Regions from separate parts of the Rattus norvegicus genome. Here region 1 is linked to region 2. The links are chromatin contacts, called in public Hi-C maps. All regions are on one chromosome and are shown on one strand. The core of a region is the stretch at or near the end of the contact, and the rest is flanking DNA. Distances in the headings are between cores, read along the strand shown. Region 1 has its middle 82 kb from the start of Irf2bp2. Region 2 has its middle 34 kb from the start of Irf2bp2.

What was found. Hi-C and Micro-C count contacts between places; a contact is called where the count stands out from the background.
Region 1: a contact with region 2 is called in a Hi-C map of the A7r5 cell line, with 2.9 times the contacts expected there. The contact joins two enhancer-like sites. A contact is called at or near these places in 2 of 12 Hi-C or Micro-C datasets (the A7r5 cell line and mammary epithelial cells).

The regions. Positions count from the first base shown.
Region 1 is chr19:71,541,334-71,547,609 of GRCr8, reverse strand. No RefSeq gene overlaps it. Among named protein-coding and RNA genes, the nearest start is that of Irf2bp2, 82 kb to the right of the region's middle. Within about 2 kb of position 4,554, at least 88 of the 93 cell types and tissues checked have an H3K27ac peak or open chromatin away from gene starts, as enhancers often do. A contact at or near this core is called in the A7r5 cell line, where this site is marked.
Region 2 is chr19:71,425,183-71,431,736 of GRCr8, reverse strand. No RefSeq gene overlaps it. Among named protein-coding and RNA genes, the nearest start is that of Irf2bp2, 34 kb to the left of the region's middle. Within about 2 kb of position 4,471, at least 37 of the 93 cell types and tissues checked have an H3K27ac peak or open chromatin away from gene starts, as enhancers often do. A contact at or near this core is called in the A7r5 cell line, where this site is marked.

The sequences.
Region 1 (6,276 bases), core at 3,305-5,804, 120 kb before region 2:
ACATTCCAGAAGCTCTCTGGTCAGCCGGTCTAATCAAAACAGCAAACTCCAGAGGAAACACAGAATACCCATCTCCCATCTCTGTACAAACACACCCATGCCAATCTTTGACCTCAGCATGCGCACACACACACACACACACACACACAATGTGAAGAACCTGTTAAGTACGAGATGACCCCAAGGACTCATATACGTATATGTCAGACGGCTCACCTCCTGACCACTGTAGTAGAAAGATGCAAGACTTAGCACGCCCCAGTCTGAGTCTTCACAGGATTGCCAAGCCCCTGGCAACCTTCAAAGCCAGCCCCTCAATGACAGCTTTCACAAAGGAGAGACCGCTGCTAGGAGTAGACTCTGTAGGGAGGGCCTCGGTAATTTGGCGAGCCCCAAAACACTGATTTGGGCACAGAGATGGCCAAGACCTCCCACTGTTTAAATGGGTCTTTAGACTCTTCCCCACCCACCTGAGTGGAGCGCTGGATACACCCTTACAAACAGCCTCTACCTCTTCCCTCTTTCCCTCTCAAGTCCTCCCACCCAGGGTCTGGCTGGGTTCGTGTGAGCCTCAGGTAATAAAGAAGACGGGTTGTGCTATGCAATTAGAGGCAGATGCCTGGGAAATGCTCTGTTATGGTGGCTGTCCCTGTAACATCCCCTTCAGATCTGCCTATCCATGTCTCCTCACATTTTAAAGGCAGCTCTTTGAGATAAGAATTGTAACTGCTATCTAATTGGGAGTCCCAAAGCCCCTCTGTGACAGTAGCAGAGGCAAACGTCAGAACATGGCTTTGGTGGGGCAGGCTTAATGTTTGTGTGGGAAGTACTTTTCCCATGCAAGTTAAGCAAGGAATTCAGCTGGGCCTTTTAATGAGAGGTGCAGCCTTAGCATCAGGAATGAAAGCTGACAGGAAAACTCCATTAAATCACCTGTTTGCACAGTTCTCCCTCGACTGGAGTCTCCAGGGCTGGACAGACGACTTGACCTCTGACCCTCTTCACAGGGTCAGATCTTGCTTTCTCTTAGCTTCTCAGGATAGGCAAATCCCTCAGGATCATCCTATCTGTCTGCCTGACAAACCTAACAGGAAATCGGCCTTAAAGTGTAAGGAGGGATGGCTGGAGAGAAAGCTCAGAGGTTAAGAGCACTGACTGCTTTTCCAGAGGCCCTGAGTTCAATTCCCAGCAAGTACACGGTAGCTCACAACCATCTGTAATGGGACCCGATGCCCTCCTAGGATGTATCTGAAGACAGCTACAGCATACTCAATACAAAGAAATAGGTCTTTGAAAACGAAAAGTGTAAGAGCAGAGTTCTGCTGCTTTGAATACTTACATCCTAAGAAAGAAAGGGCCCTGGGGCATGGAATGTGTGCTTCCACAGCCCTGATGCTGGGGCAGCCTGACCAAGGCTTCCCCCGTGACACAGTCTCTTCCTCCTCCTCCTCTCTGGCCCTTCTCCATCCCGAGTTCTGCTGGAGAGAACACGGGAAGGCCCAAGACATTGGTGCCTCTCCTGGAGACAATCAAAGAACAAGCCCAGACATCCAGCCCCAGAGTGTATTCTGAGGTCCTTCCCAAGGAAAATCTGGGCAAATGGGAGGGTCCAGGAGCTTCACAGGCTCAGACACGTTGTGGCAAAAAGCCTCTGAATGCGACATGAGGGATGCTGACTGACTCAGTGATCTTTCTAGAAATAACCAGAGAGTGTTTCCCTCAAAGAGTCAACCCAGGATACATGCGGATGTGCCTGGACCAGCCGGGAGCTGGCGTCTGTCCTGGAGCAGAGGTTCCTCTGGGAGGCCGTCTGTGTTGTCAACACGGGATCCTTTTGCTTGGAATGGCGACCGGCTCACGGCTCTGTCCCCTCCCATCTAAGCTTATCCTCTCATCTGTTCTGCTCGGTGCCGAGCGGTCCTTTGCTCTGTCTGCCCCAGTTGAAACAAAGGGTATTTCATCCGGATTTCCACATTCCACTGCCCTCCCTGTGGTGGCAGACTCTGACATGCTCTGGGAAACAAGCCTGCCAGGGTCCCCTTTGCATCGGAGCTGGCTGCTGTGCAGAGTATATCTCCTGACTTGGCCTTCCGTGGCCTTGGTCTTTAGAATGACGGCCAGTGGGCATGTAGATAGTGATGAAAATAGGGTGCCCCCTCTCCCCAGTAATGGGGAGGTGTCCATGATACCCGCTGTGCTCATTATACTCCCAAAGGGGCCCATCCCCACTCTCCCCCTACTGGACCCCTATTTGGCCGAACATAGTGAACAACCCATTTTGGCTTGGCATGACTCCTAAGAAGTACAGACTTAGGCCTGAAATAAAAGCAGCAGGGAACAGGCCCAGGGACTTCTGGGATACTTTCCCGCCTGCCAACTCTTCCCTCCTGACCTTGGGCCATGTCCCTCCTGGCAGCTCTCCCTCGCTCCCTGCCAAGATGCAGCTGGAGAGACTACGAGGCCGTTCTCGGTGCCACGGGGCCCCCACGGAGGGTGGGAGCCACTGTGTTTTACAGAGAGGCTTGCAGGGCCACACCAAACACTTCTCAGGGCTTCGACCCTTCCTAAGTGACCAGCGGCGGGGCCAGGAGTCAGCCCGGCAGTACTTTCTGGATTCCGGAGAGACTTTTCTGGGAACTTCGCTGAACCCTGAGGGTCTGAAAGCCTGGCATCAGGATCTCTACTTCTAAGCAACCTTTGCCTTAGATACCCACGGCCAACGGTGTGCCCAGAGGCTTGCCTCTAGTCGCGATCTGTCATCTCCCAGGAGATGTTCTACTTTCTAAGGAGGTGAAAAATGATCCTAATTAAAAAACATTGCAATGTACTCTTTCTTCAGAGTCCCTCCTGGCGGCCGGTCCACGTGGGAACAGGAACATGCTGGCCCTTGTGGGGCCCTCAGCCCTGACAAAGGCTACTGAGCTCCAGCGTACCCTGAATTACCAGGGTAGAAGGCCTGATTGCTACTAGGTTGAGTCACGGCCCGTAAGCTGTGGCAGTGGAAGCCACGGTGCTAAATTTGCCTGGGTGTCCAGAGGGTACCCAGACCACCCCTCCCGCCTTCCTGTCTCCTCTTTCCTGCTCCACGGGCCTGGCTCCCTGTAGCTTTCTCAGAAGCACAGACACAGGGCCAGCCAGTGGAAAGATTGACAGTTTTCCCCGTTCGGTATTACATATTCCACCTCAGGAAGAGAAGGAGAAAAAAGAAACAAGGCCTGGAGGCCAGCCCCACTCCCTCCACAAGGTGCATAGTGAGGCCTGTCTGTCCCCAGTGACAGCAGCGGCGGCAGCAGCAGCCGGCCACAGCTCACAGTGAGGTGTCTTCCTCCTTCCTGCAGGCCCCACTGGGTAGGTTAACTGCCTTTCTCTCTGCTTACAGCTGCCTGCCTGCCTGTGCATCTGGATCAAGGCGTGCCTCTACTTTGGGGTGTGTGTGTGTGTGTGTGTGTGTGTGTGTGTGTGTTTAACTTTCCTTTCCACTGCCATAGTAACCGCTGCATGTTTGGCAAAGGGACGGAGGAGGGAAAAAGCAGAGCCCTGGGAGGAAAGGGCTCTGAGCACAGGGCTGGCAGCCGGCCAGGGTAGTCACGCTGCTGAGCTGAAATGAGGCCTCTGGCCGGCGGCCAAGTGACAGAGAACAAAGCTGTCAGTTCCTAATGTTGGCGGCAAAGCTTGCTTGGCACCCTTATATGGTTTCCCATAACTCCCTGCCTTGGCCACCGTCCATTCCCTTCAGGGCAGCAAACGGGGATTAGCACTGCTTCAGAGTTGTTTTTCTCCCCTGCGCTCCAACTGCTCTGGTGACATCACCCTCTGCATTCAAGTGCCAGCAGGGTGGCTTCTCACTGTCCCGCCCCCTCCACCCCAGTCTTCCATGACTCTCTCCCTGCCTGCCTCTCTCTCTCTCTCTCTCTCTCTCTCTCTCTCTCTCTCACACACACACACACACACACACACACACACACTTCCTGCAGCCTTCCTCTCCCCTCCCTCCCCTTTTTTTCCCTCTTTAAATGCAGTGTTTTAGGTCATCATCCGGGACTTTCTTTTCTTTTTTTTTTTCTTACTAAATTAAAAACACCCAGGCACTTGTGCATTTAGCTGAATCAAGCCAGACGCTGTATTTTATTTTTATAACTGAATTCCTGTGAGATAAAAATCTCATTTTCCTTAGTAGGCTGTAATCAGCCCTTGCAGAGATATGCGTTCCAACTGCCCCATCTCAAGCTTCCTTCAGCAGCTCCACGGAGAGAAGAACTTGGCTCTCGTTCAGGTTTAAAGGGGCCCCAAGGCCGGTCAAAGGCTGTCTGTTACACACTCACACATGCAGACTCACATACTCGTCCTCTGTCATGGAAATGTTACCAAGACGGCTGGACACACAGTCAGTACACACAGTCGGTACACACACACGGCGTTCCCTCCCCTTTCCAGAAGGAAAATAGGTGAGTAAAGCAGCTTCCGAAAAAGACTGGTTTCAACTAGCAAGTGCCAGGCAGTGTTATGCAACTCACAGCTAGGTTCGTGAAAGAAATGGAGGTTTGCCGACTGCACAAATGGTCCCCCCTCTCCCCGCCCCACTCTGATTCATGAACTAGTTTTCTGATTCATGAATCACTCGGGAGCCAGCAGGAGAAAAAAATGAGTCCTATTGATCTCATTTCAGTTGAAATGGACTCAGCAGGCCCATTGCTGGCTGAGGACGGCTGGCCAGGGCCAGACATTCACTCCAAGCTTCCTTCTCCGTCTGTAAGCAGGTGCCCCTATAGCACTATTAAAGGGATACGACATAATCTACCAGTACAGTGGTTGTCGGTGGAAGGCCACTGTCCTTGTTGGGAAATCTGTCAAGTTCTATTGTTGGCCTTAATTTCCTTTGAGATGGGAGAGGTCACTTGGTTTGTAGCCCAGGCTAGCCCGATCCATTTGGCACATCTCTTAAGCATCATCGTATTTCCTTGTTCCCTTGCTGGGCAATCTGTCGATGTCTGTTTGTTGGTCTTAATTTCTTTCCTTTGAGATGGGAGATGGGCATTTGGGTTGTAGCCCAGGCTAGCCCCATCCATTTGGCACACCTTTCGAGCATCGTCTTACTTTCATGTCTTTTCTGAATTCTGGTGAAGTTTATTGTCACTCTTGTGCCGGGGATGGTACAGGGCTTTGTGCCCTCTCGGAAGCATTCCATCCCAGAGCTATATCCTCAGCAGACTCCTTACTTTTTATTTGGAGAAAGAGTCTCATTGGGCTGTCTAGACAGGCTTTCACCTCATTCTGTTTCCCCGGCTGGCTTTGGAAACGTGCAATTCTGCTTCCTCGGCGTAGCTGGGATAACAAGCCTGGAGACTTCTGAAGTAGACAGTCCTGTCCTGAACCAACAAACAAATGACTGCTTCCCACCCCCTCCCCTTGCAGCCTCTTCAGCTCAGAAGGATTCTATATAATGTTCTGTCTTATGTAAGGGCAGGTTGGCCATGGCTGGCTGGTCGACTCTATGAATGGGGTTGGGGGGTTGGGGGTGCTGGGGAGGGGAGAGAGACTGAGACTGCATAAAGCCCGTCTAAAAAGAAATGGAGGTCTTTTCTTTGGTAGTCCAAGAAACAGAAGTGAGCCTGAGGCCAGAGGCAGATGGGAAGAAACCCTCCCCCATCCTCTCCTCCATCCCTGAGCTGCTGCTTGATGCATTCCTTGTGATAAGTGCCTCTCAGTCCAGCTGGCAGGATCCTGACCAGCACCTTCATTGGCTGGTCTCCCCACCTACCTCTACTCCAGTCTTCGGGAAGTTAAGACAGCTGGCTGAGCTAGGCACGCTGGTATTCACCTGTGATACTAATCCTTAGGAGACTGAGACATGGGGATTGCTGTGGTTTTGACAGCAATGGGCTATATAGTTCAAGCCTGAGGTATATGAGGAGCCCTGATCCAGAAATAAATGAACACCTATTACACACATACATTAGGTAAAATACCACACACACACACACACACACACACACACATATGCACACATAACCCCACACACCTGCACCTGCACCCACACACTCAGAGGGGCACACACACATCTGTACCTGCATATACACAGAGGCACACACACAGAGGCACACACACAGAGGCACACACACACACAGAGGCACACACACAGAGACACACACATACATGAAACACACGCACTCATACCTATACACACATAAGCACACATACCCCCACACATCTGCACCAGCACCCACTCACTCAGAGGGGCACACACACATCTGTACCTGCATTTACCCACGGAGGCAC
Region 2 (6,554 bases), core at 3,222-5,721:
GTGTGTGTGTGTGAGGAGTGTGTGTGTGAGGAGTGTGTGTGTGTGAGGAGTGTGTGTGTGAGGAGTGTGTGTGTGTGAGGAGTGTGTGTGTGTGTGAGGAGTGTGTGTGTGAGGAGTGTGTGTGTGTGTGAGGAGTGTGTGTGTGTGAGGAGTGTGTGTGTGAGGATTGTTTGTATGTGTGAGGAGTGTGTGTGAGGAGTGTGTGTGTGTGAGGAGTGTGTGTATGTGTGAGGAGTGTGTGTGTGAGAGGAGTGTGTGTGTGTAAGGAGTGTGTATGTGTGAGAGGAGTGTGTGTGTGAGGAGTGTGTATGTGTGAGAGGAGTGTGTGTGTGTGTGAGGAGTGTGTGTGTGAGAGGAGTGTGTGTGTGTGAGGAGTGTGTGTGAGGAGTGTGTGTATGTGTGAGGAGTGTGTGTGAGGAGTGTGTGTGTGTGAGAGAGGAGTGTGTGTGAGGAGTGTGTGTGTGAGGAGTGTGTGTGTGTGTCTGTGTGAGGAGTGTGTATGTGTGTGAGGAGTGTGTGTGGGGGAAGAGTGTGTGGAGGAGGTGGGGGGATGTGTTGTGAGGAGTGTGCAAAATGCCTGAAGGAGACAAATCCTGATGGGACCCTCAGTACAAGTCAGAAAACACCAGCAAGACTGCTTCCTGGTAGTCAGGAAAACAGCCCCCTTCTAGAAGCTGTATGTGGAGACATCAGAAAGCTGTGTCAGGTCGGGGAGGTGGCTCAGTGTTTACAAACACTTGCTCCTCCAGAGAACTCTAGTTCAGGTCCCAGCACCCATAAAGAACAGCCTACAACTGCCTGTGAGTCAAGTCAAGGGGATCAGATGGTCTTCTATTGGCTCCACAGGCAGGCACTCACATACACACTTTCAGACACACACACATATACACACGACGAATAATAACATAAGTCTATAAAAACTTTAAGTCAAGAAGACAACTTGTGGGCTGGGAGCTGGCTTGAGTCCTTGCTGCACAAGCACTAAGGACCACAGCTGGTATCCCGAGCATCCACATAAAGCCAGAAGCAGCAGTGCATGATGTGAACTCATCACTGGGAGGGGGGACAGGTGGGAATTGGGTATAGGACTCACTAACTGGCTAGTGTAGCTGAAATGGTGAGCTAGGGTTTAGCAAGAGACCCAGCAAGACTTCTGACCATGACATCTGGTTTCCACAGGAGTGCACGTGAGTGGTCAGGCACACATACACACACTTTTAAGTAAAATAAAATCTAAAATATTTCCTAAGCTTTATTAACAGCAACATAATAAATTAAAAGTAAATGTGATTATACAGAAATATTTTCATCAGTGTGTGTGTTAGTCAATGTTAGGGTAAAAGACCAAGATATTAATTTTAGACGTCTTCTCAAAAAGCTATTTGTCTTCAAAACTATTCACTATAGAGCTGGAGAGATGGCTCAGCAGTGACGAACATTGTCTACTTTTCCAGAGGTCCTGAGTTCAATTCCCAGCAACCACATGGTGGCTCACAACCATCTGTAGCGAGTTCTGGTGCCCTCTTCTGGCCTGCAGGCATACACGCAGGCAGAACGCTGTATACATAATGAGTAAATAAATCTTTTTAAAAAATATTCACTACAGCCAAAACACAAGATAATTAATAAATAACAGATTAAAATTATCAAAGTAGGCCTGAAGTCATTCTTTGTTTTGTAATATCTAAATATTGTTGTTCATGGTGGAGCAAGCCTTTAATCCCAGTATGCAGGAGGCAGAAGCAGGTAGATCTCTGTGAGTTTGGGGCCAGCCTGGTCTACACACAGAATTCCAGAGCAGCGAGAATTACACAGTGAGACCCTGTCTAAAAATAAAAATAATAATTGTTTAAATAAAGCCATTTACAACTCCGGCAGTGTTCAATTAGTTTCTACTGGAAAGTTCTGACTAATTATTTACTTATTTATCTGACTACTCTTTTGTTTGTTTGTTTACTCGGGTTTTTCGAGACATGGTTTCTCTGTGTAGCCCTTGCTGTCCTGGAACTTGCTTTGTAGACCAGGCTAGCCTGGAATTCAGAGATCCACCTGCCTCTGGCTCCTGAGTGCTGGGAATTTAGGTGTGCAGCACCACCGGCAGGCTAAGCTGTTTTCTATACCCGTTGGTTCTCTGTGAACCATATGGACGGAGGGGGCACATGTCTGAGAAAGAGCACAGGTGTGAGCGCTGTACCATTGTGCAGTGCCCCTGTTGGTGGGAGATGTGGTGATTGATAACTTAGTCCTCTAAGGACCCTGCATTGAAAGGTAACAGGGATTCCCTACCATCCCAGCACTTCCGCATGTCCAAACCCCCACCCCCCACATACACCATGAAGCTGTGTCAGCACGAGAAGCCAGGACAGGCATGTGAAGAAGGATCCCCGGAGGCTGGGCATGCTGACTGCATGGGGGTGCAATTGGGCAGTCATTTAGCATCCCAGGTGCTGGGGTGAAGGGTCAAAGTGCCCATGTGGACTTTATACTTTGTGTGTGTGTGTGTGTGTGTGTGTGTGTGTGTGTGTGTGTGTGTATTGCCTTTAGGAGAGTGTGTTTCACACCAGAGGCCAAAGAGAAATGTCCAGTGTCTTCCTTTGTCACCATCTGTCTTATTTCCTTGAGACAGACCCTCATTAAATCAGAAGGTCACTGTTTCCATGAGTCTGGCTGATGGGTGAGCTGAGGGGATCCACCCGTTTCCATCCCACAACCCTGGAGGTTTGGGGGTACAGGCATGTGCAACCATGTCTGGTTTTTAATATAAGTAATAGGTTTTAAACTGAGGTCCTCGTGCTTGAAAAGCAAACCCTCTTATTCAATAAACCATCTCCCCAGCCTCTCATGTGCTTTAATAAGCATGGATGTATAGAGCCTTTGAAAGTTTGTTCTTTTTTTATTGTATTTATTTGCGTATGTGGACATGGTGGGGGTGGGAATGGAGGCACACCTGTGTGGATCCATCCACTGTAATTTTCAAGATCTCTCACAGGAACCTGGGTCCTGCTTATTAGGCTATACTGACTGGCTATCAGACCTCAAGAATCCACCTGTTCCTGCCCACCCCCCAACCCCCACCCCAGTCCTGGAATTACAACTCCGTACTGCTATTTTTAATGTGGGTTTTGAAGGTAGAACCCAGATCTTCCTGCTTTTGGGATACACACTTTGCCAACCGAACTATATCTCCATTTCTCCACTCCTGTATCAGTCTTCAATTTGTTACAGAAAGTGGAAAAGACAGTGTTGGCATTTAGTCTAGGAGTGGTGGCACACGTCTGTAGTCCCAGCTACTCAGGAGGCTGAGACAGGAGGATCGCTTGAGTTCAGGAGTTCTGGGCTGTGGTGCGCTTTGCTGATCCGGTGTCCGCACTAAGTTCGGACTTAGGCACCAATATGGTGACCTCCGTGGAGCGGGAGACTACCAGGGTCCTGAGGAGTAGTGAATTGCCCAGGTCGGAAACAGAGTCTAGGCTAAATGCCAACAGACAGGACCCTCTTTCCTCGCTTCTGCAATGTCCCGGTCAGCCCTGAAATAGGGCCGCTTCTCTGGAGAGCTGCCTCTCTACACTGAGGAGAGGGGCTAACGCTAGAAAATGAGGCACAAGTCTGGTGTGAGTCGGCGCCCACTGCGCTCTTTGAGAATCTGCGCGTGCTCTCTCCTTATCACTTCCCGCTCAGTCAGCCAAGCTGCGCCACCTTCCAGAAGCTTCCAGCCACTAGTCGGGGAACGAGGAAATGAGTGGAAAATAAGCTTGAGCGCAAGGCAGTCCTTTATCCCCATCCTGGGCAGTGGCATAATGACATCACTGTCTGCAGAGCTGAGCCTCTGAGCAGTGGTCAGAGGATAGGGCAGTGACTCGAGCCGCCTGGCTGAAGTGGCCAGCATCCACAGAGTCTAGGACAGCCCCGGGGGAGCGGCAGGGCCTCAGCTAACACACTAAGCTCCAATTCCTTCGGGAACATTGTGGTCCTTTCTCTAGATTAGAATCTGTCTGTGTGTTCGTCATTGCTTGTGTTTGATTTGCAGGTTTTATAGGGCCACTCTCTATCCTGGGTCCAGCCACTCTCTGAATATCAACATTTCAAAATCACATTTTTTTCTTCATATTCGGTGACGGCAGCGACCTCGTTTTTATTTGAGGTTTAGCTTAGTTTTCTTCCCTCTTTTACTTTTAAATTGACAGTCTGTGGTGGTAGAGAGGTCAATCTTCAGTTCTGGTTTGTTTTTTGGGGGGGCGGCGGGGGCGGGGCGGAGTTCTCACGTTGAAGCACAGGGATGCTCATGCCCCTGGTCTTTCCCTTCCTGCTCCTTGCAGGCTGGGTTTCGTTGCTGTTTGCCCCTCTGTACGACAGGGTAGATGGAGCCTCTCATTGGCTCCTCTCGTTGTAGGTGCGCAGACATTCCAAATGCACTCTACAGCGTCTGGCATTTATGTGGATTCTGGGAGCTGAACTCAGGCCCTCATGCACTGCGAATGTGTTAGCCATTGAGTCATTCCCCCGGTCCAGACTGTCTGCTCTCAGCCTCCCCAACCCCCACATCTCACATGTCAGTGTTTGCTTTGTTCTATGGTGAAACGATGGTGTCCCGCGGCACCAGCCACTTTTACTTCATGAACATAAAGGCTAGTAGGAAGGCGGGGAGAAGAGGTAGAAGGAATGGGAGCCCAGCACCACAGGAAAAGCTGGGAGGTGTTCAGTGAGGGCCAGGAGTACCAGGAATGAGAAATAAGGAAGACAAAAGCAATAGTTGAGACCAGGAGGTATCCCAGAAGCTGATGACATTTGCTAAGCAAATGTATTAAGAGGTACAGCATGGGGCTGGAGCGGTGACTCAGCCATTAGGAGAACTGACTGTTCTTCCACAGGACCCAGGTTTAATTCCCAGCACCCACATGGCAGCCTTGAAACTGTCTACTACTCCAGAATCCTCACACAGGCATACTCATAGGCAAAACACCGGTGCTCAAACAAACAAATACAGCATCCTACATGTTTACTATCTGCAAGGAGAAAATGGCCACAGTCAGCAGAAAGCTAAGTCAGACAATGCTGGCAAAGAGAACACAGGACATCACAGGCACAGCTGACTTAGGACTGCAGCCCAGGGGAAAGAGCTGGGTCACCAGAAGCCACAATCGTCCCTCCTTTGAGCCACTGGCTCCAGCCCTAGGCTGGTCTTGCCAAGCCTTCTCCTGAACAAGAACATAGAACCAAAGTTCCCTTTGTCCTTTTACCGGGGGTCTGATAAAGCTTTAGGCCGGTCTGGGTCCCCACCAAATCTGGAACCGCTGTCACCGGAAGAGAGAGAGCTGCAATGCGTTTGGGCTGAGTTGGGTGATCTGAGCTGGATGGGCTGCGGTGGGACGTCTTCTCCCAGCTGCCCATCAGTGGATGGCCTTCACAGAAGCAAGGCCTAGGTGGCTGGGCTGAAGGCTCGTAGTCCTCATTCTTTACAAATCTTCCTCTGAATGGAGAACTTCCTGGACAAGGTGTCTGAGGGGAAGAGAACCTTTGTTCCAAGGAGAGCAAGTACTGCCTCATTGGCCAAGGATGCTCTCCTCCATTACAACTACATGGGGCAGGGATGGGTGTACAGGGTGCAGCTGGGTGAGTCATGGAAGACGGTGAGGTGTGTAGGACAAAGAGCAGGAAGGCTTTGGTGCCAGTTTCCTATAGGAAGGCGGCTACCCAGCTACAAGATGGGGGTCGGTGATTGGTTAGGCCAGAGGCTATCAGACAGCTTCTGGTACCTCAGCATGTAAGGCATAATGATCTGAGCCAAAAGGACAGGTTGGACCCTGAGCCCAGCCCCTGGGCATTCCTTAGGAGATCTACACAGTCAGGAATCCGAGTGTGCTTCATGGACCTGCACTTGAGATGGCCCAACACCCTTTGAGGGCCTCAGGAATGTGATAACAGGAGTTGGTCCCAGGTGGGCCACCTGCAGATATCCTGGGGCCAGTAAGATGGGCAAGGTAGGCGGAGACCTGCGGGTACCAGCGAGACCCCTTAGCACAGCAACGCCAAAGACAGAAGAGTCAAAAATACTGGGTGGCTACGAAGATAGAGAGTCTGGAAAGGCTAGAGGCTGCAACCTGCCTGAGTCCCCATACTGTACAAGGCCAAGCCAGCACCACTTAACGGACTTCTGCGCTAGGCTGAACATGGGTTCAGGGGCCGCGGTGCACACATTGATGGGGGTGTGCTTGGATATGTCAGTGGTGAAAGCAGCAGATGGGAGATGGAGAGTGATCTGGGAAGCAAAAGATGGCCGCCTCACCCAGTCCCATGGGAGCCATCTCTCAAAGAGAACCCCATGGGGACCTTTGATTGACTGGCTTTGCAGTGTGGGCTTCTCCCTAGAGAGAAGCCTGTCGTTAGCCAGATGATCCATTGCCAGGACAAACCCTGAGAGGACGTCTACTGCCACCCATTCAATGGTGACCAACCTGGCAGCTGGAGAAGTGAGGGCCCCTCTGAAGAGAGGTCTGAGGGCACCACAGGGCCTATGAGGTCATCTAGTTTCTGAGGTCCTGAGACTATGGAGAAAG